Linked DNA regions of Sus scrofa: region 2 is linked to region 1. The links are chromatin contacts, called in public HiChIP or PLAC-seq maps. All regions are on one chromosome and are shown on one strand. Each heading gives the region's core, a stretch centred on a gene start, on an enhancer-like site or on the middle of the called end of the contact. The rest is flanking DNA. Distances are from core to core; before and after follow the strand shown.

Region 1 (2,840 bases), core at 272-2,771:
AGGGGTCTAATTGGAGCTACAGCTGCCGGCCTACACCACAGCCACAGCAATGCCAGATCTGAGCCTTGTCTACAACCTATACCACAGCTCACGGCAACTCCGGATCCGTAATCCACTTAGCAAGGCCAGGGATCAAACCTACAACCTCATGGTTCCCAGTCGGATTCGTTTCTACTGCGCCATGATGGGAACTCCAGTATTTGTTTTAATATACCTCACTAGGCTCTGCTGAATCATCCTCTCTAGGGTAGACATAGAGTCATTTTTTTTATATCAAATTTTCCCAGATGAGGCTGATGGACCTTTTTTTTTTTTTTTTGCTTCTTAGGGCCATACCTGTGGCATATGAAAGTTTCCAGGTTAGAGGTCCAGTCAGAACTATAGCTGCCAGCCTACACCACAGCTCAAGGCAATGCTGGATCCTTAACCCACTGAGCGAGGCCAGGGATTGAACTCCCATCCTCATGAATACTAGTTGTGTTCATTATGGCTAAGCCACAAAAGGAACTCCAGAGGCTGATGCAAGTTTCTGAAAACCCTAGTCTGGGGGCCACTGCTCTGAGACATACTGTCTTTGCCTGGAGTTTGTGAAATCTGCCTAGAGTTTTCTCTCCCCTCTTGTCAGGCAAACTAAGGTTCTGAATCCTTGTTATTAAGATGGTGGTTGTTATGGAGGCCCTAGATTTTTTCCCATGACATGTGTGGCCCTGGTTTATGCCAAGGCACCCTTTTCCTGTTGTTATCCTTGTTTCCCAGCTCATATTTTTGTTTCATGGGTATATGTGAGACACCCTCTGGGGATTCCCAGAAATGATTGAGGTGAGGTAGGGAGGAGACTTTGAAGTTGGGGGGCCCTCTTCCTGCAATCAGCAGAAATGTAGGGGTAGGGGTCAGGACAGTGTCAGCAGAAATGTAAAGATGACCTAATTCGTGTCACACACAGTGCAACCAGCTGCACCCTGATTAGACAAGCACCAAAGCTCCTTCCTCACAGTTTGCTCAGTCCCATGCAATGATGCTCTGTAAAACAGGTCCAAAGGCTAGCTCCCATGCCTATCTTTCTCTAGTCTTCTTTTTCTTCTTCCTCTTCTTCTATTCTCCTCCTCCTCCTTCTTGTGCTTCTCCCCCTCCTTCGTCTTTTCCTTCTACCGCCCCTAAGTATATGGAGTTCCCAGGCCAGAGATCAGATTCGAGCTGCAGTTTGGACCTATGCCATGACTGTGGCAACACTGGATTTTTAACCCGGCTGCCGGCCTAAGGATCGTACCTTACCTTCGTCCTGGAGCTCCCAAGATGCCGCTGATCCCACTGCACCACAGGGGGAACTCCTTTTTCTCTAGTTTTAGAATTGACTTTATTTGAGGGTGGGGTGCTAACAATTTGGAGAACCAGAGTCCTGAGCATAGAACCAGGGACTATCCTGAGAAGAAATAATGACTCAACCCAACCTGAAAACAGTCCCCTTAGTACCTTAGAAGTGACCTTTTGGCGAATGGCACCTTGCCAGGGAATTGACTCAAAATAAATCCCTAGCAACCCAGCGGTGAGGGAAGGGAGTTTCAGAAACAGCATGGGGAGGACTGTGCAACAACTTACAGGAATTGCCTCACTTGAGCTCTGATGTTCATCTTCGGCAGAACCTTGCTCATCTCTGCGGCTTCAAAATAGCACGCAGCAATCAGAGCCAGTTACATCAGGAAGGGACCTAGGAGACGTGCCACTCTGTCTCTTTCATTGTTCGGGTAAGGAATCCAAAGTCACCAAGAGACTAAAGGATTTACCCAGTGCCACAGCATGGAAAACAGTGAGCAGAACCTGGATCTCTTGTTTCCTAGTTCAAATATTTCCAATCCCTGGTATCTTATATATTGTTTAGGGAGAAGGTGTGACAACCACATGGATTTGCTTTTCTTGCACATATGTCTCTATTCCTAGTGCAGAGCTCAAGCATCAATCAACAAACAGCAGGAAGAGATAGATGTGGCCCCAGTGTATGAGAACAGCATGTGACGGTGTGTCAGCATAGACATAATTTAAAGCAGTGCCATGGCAACCAGCATTCCTCCGGTCCCAGACAGCACCCTGAGCTGCGCAGTGTAATTGAAAATGGCTTCTCCCTTGCTGAGCGGAGTGCTCGAGCTTCTGTTTCCCCTGCAGTGAGTGACTCTAAAATAGACCAAGCACTGAGTGCAGAAATGGGACCCATCCAGCTTCTTTACCAAGGGCTAGGGGTTTCTTACCCGAGAAATAAACTCAGCAGGCTTGGGAATCCCCAAGAATTTGTGTCTGGCAGTATGGTTTTGCTTTATTTTATTTTATTTTATTTATTTATTTTTTTGGTCTTTTTGTCTTTAGCGCCACATATGGAGGTTGGCATATGGAGGTTCCCAGGCTAGGGGTCAAATCAGAGCTGTAGCCACTGGCCTACGCCACAGCCACCAAAACGCCAGATCCGAACCTCATCTGTGACCTACACCGCAGCTCATGGCAATGCCGGACCCTCCACCTACTGAGCAAGGCCAGGGATCAAACCCGCAACCTCATGGTTCCTAGTCGGATTCGTTTCCGCTGAGCCACAATAGGAACTCCTTGCTTTCTTTTAGAGCAAAGCCATAGTTTCAAAGTGTGTGCCTAGAACACTAACGTTCCAAAGAGATGCCCTAGACTACGTAATCGGGAAGGGTACCACCCCTGATGTCTTTCTTATATAAAGTTCTGCTGCTACCCCCCCTCCCCGCCCCCAAATCATAAAGCAGCAGCCCAGGAGCCATCTGGACTGAGTTAAATGCCATCAGTAGGATTGACTATAGGCTATTGTACTGAGATGCTGACCCCTCCTT
Region 2 (2,700 bases), core at 176-2,675, 560 kb after region 1:
GGAGCAGAAATCAAGGTTCAAATCCAAGTTCTACTTTGTAACCTTAGGCAAGTTAGTCTACTTCTTTGTACCTCAGTCTTCCAGTAGTAAAATGAAGGAAATAATACATAGGTGTATTAGTTTTCTATTGCTGTATAAGAGATTACCACAAACTTAGCGTTTCTATGGACACGAATGTATGTATGGTCTCATGGTTTCTGTGGATCAGAAGTCAGGCACATTTCAGTGCCTATATATACCATGCTCGGAGTTTCACAAGGCTGAAATCAAAATGTCAGCTAAGTACATCTATATCAGGGGGTCTTGATTAGGCAAAGGTCTGCTTCTAAGGTACTTTGGGTCATTTCTTGGGATTGTATGACTAAGGTTTCACTTTCCTGTTGACTGTAAATCAAGGGGCCATTCTCAGCTTCGAGAGGCTGCCTGCTGTCCCCTGCTTTGTGGCCTTCTCCATAACATGGTAGCCTGCTAGATCAAGGTCAGTGAGAGAATCCCTCTTACAGCTGAATTTCTTCTTTTAGGGTGGTCCCAGTCCCTTTTAAGGGATCACCTGATTGAGTCACCCTAGGATAATCTCCTTTGATTAACTTAGAGCCAACTAATTAGGGGCCTTAATCACATCTACAAAATTCTTTCAACTTTTAAAGTAATCACAGAATGATAGCCTTCATATTTATTAGTTCTCTTCAAACTCAAGTGTCTATGGAGGGATCGTATAGGGCATAGACACAACAGAGCAGGAATTTAAGGGTGCATTTTATTTTTATTTATTGCAGTATAATTGACTTACAATATTTTATTAGTTTAGGTGCACCAAAAAAGGATTTAATATTTTTATAAATTACACAATATATAGTTATTACAAAATAGTAGCTATATTCCCTGTGCTGTACATTTCATTCCTGTGACTTATCTATTTTGTAACTGGAAGTTTGTACGTCTCAATCCCTTTCACCTATTTCACTCCCCGCCCTCTAACTCCCTCCCCTCTGGTGACCACTAGTTTGTTCTCTATAATCATTTGTTTTGTTCTTTAGATTCCATACACAAGTGAAAACATACAGTATTTGTCTTTCTCTGTCTGACTTGTTTCACTAAGCATAATGCCCTCCATGTCCATCCATGTTGCCACAAATGGCAAAATTTCATTCTTTTTTATGGTTGAGAAATATTCCATTGAATAGTGTACATGAGTGTGTGTGTATGTGTGTATACCTCATCTTCTTTATCCATTTATCTGTTGATAGGCATTTAAGTTGCCTTCATCTTGGCTACTGTAAATAATGCTGCAGTGTATATGGGATGCATATATCTTTCCTAATTAGTGTTTCCATTTTCTTTGGATAAATACCCAGAAGTGTAACTGCCAGATACTATGGTAGTTCCCTTTTTAATTTTTTGAGGAACCTCCACAGTTTTCCATAATGGCTGCTTCAATTTACAGTCCTACCAACAGGGTACAAGGTTCCCTTTTCGTCACATCCTCACCAACACTTGTTATTTCTTCTTTATGATAGTCATTCTGACATGTATACGGTGATATCTCATTGTGGCACATTTTAGAATTGTAAGATAAAAAATTTTAAAAAAAGAAGAGGAAAATAATATTGTTATGATAATAGGCATATTATATCTTATTGAACAATAAAAATTTTCTTGTAATTCAAGTATTCAAAATATACAATTTAACAAAATTATATTCCCCTTTTATTGTTTCATTGTAAAACATTAAAACGTAGTATTCATTACAAAAAAAAAGTTTCCAGGACTCCTTGGGAGAATTAACTGAGATAATTTTTAAGATAAATGTAAAACACTCAGTGCCTGCCTAGAGATACGCATTATGTAATTTTTACCATTATTATTCTCCACAGGCTGAATTTCTTAGGAGACACTGGGTCTAAATGACCTATGCAATCATTGTGTTACTCTACTAGAAGGTGGGATTAGATCTAGGTCTCTTTTGATCTGTTCTAGCTTTTCCTCTTCATGTTACATCCCCAGTGGCATTTGACCTAGGATAACCTTCCTGGAAAATGCTTCTCCCTGCAGCTCTTTCCTTTGCTTCTGGCTGCTATTTCAGAACAAACAGTACCTCTTCCTCATCACCTTGAATCAACAGATAACAAACCCTTCTTCACAAGGCCTCTGTGGTAGGTGGGTTCTTCTATCTAGTCCTCAAGGTGAGGGTTGGAGAAAGGAGTCACACACCAAGATGTCCAGGCTGCAGACTTTGTCTGCATAAACCAGTGCAGATGGTACAGTGTTACCTGAGGAGGAGCTGGCCAATTAGAGCCAGGATCATATAGTATTTAGAAGAGGTCTGAGTTTTACAAAGCTGCCTCTCTTCACCAGAGTGTAAATTACAGTTTGAGCCTGTAGGTTGGCTGGTCCTATCAGCTAACCCAAATAAATATACACTCAAATATATATACAAAACTCAATTTGGGGAAGGAAAGTCTTTCTTTCTTTTTTTTTTGTCTTTTTAGGGCCACACTTGTAGCACATGGAGGTTCCCAGGCTAGGGGCCGAATTGGAGCTACAGCTGCCGGCCTATGCCACAGCCGCAGCAACACCAGATCTGAGCCGCGTCTGAGACCTACGCCACAGCTCATGGCAACACTGGGTCCTTAACCCACTAAGAAAGTCCCAGGGACCAAACCCGCAACCTTATGGTTCCTAGTCAGATTCTTTCCACTG

The links. HiChIP or PLAC-seq counts read pairs in DNA pulled down with a chosen protein or histone mark.
Region 2: an H3K27ac HiChIP or PLAC-seq map of alveolar macrophages shows a contact between it and region 1. The contact joins two enhancer-like sites. A contact is called at or near these places in 2 of 2 datasets of contacts at active chromatin or transcription factors (alveolar macrophages and skeletal muscle).

Annotation. Positions count from the first base shown.
Region 1 is chr16:18,717,945-18,720,784 of Sscrofa11.1, forward strand. No RefSeq gene overlaps it. Among named protein-coding and RNA genes, the nearest start is that of SUB1, 40 kb to the right of the region's middle. Within about 2 kb of position 1,522, at least 12 of the 83 cell types and tissues checked have an H3K27ac peak or open chromatin away from gene starts, as enhancers often do. A contact at or near this core is called in alveolar macrophages, where this site is marked.
Region 2 is chr16:19,280,741-19,283,440 of Sscrofa11.1, forward strand. The region is part of intron 1 of LOC102162488 (a long non-coding RNA gene); the gene reads right to left. Among named protein-coding and RNA genes, the nearest start is that of TARS, 170 kb to the right of the region's middle. Within about 2 kb of position 1,426, at least 1 of the 83 cell types and tissues checked has an H3K27ac peak or open chromatin away from gene starts, as enhancers often do. A contact at or near this core is called in alveolar macrophages, where this site is marked.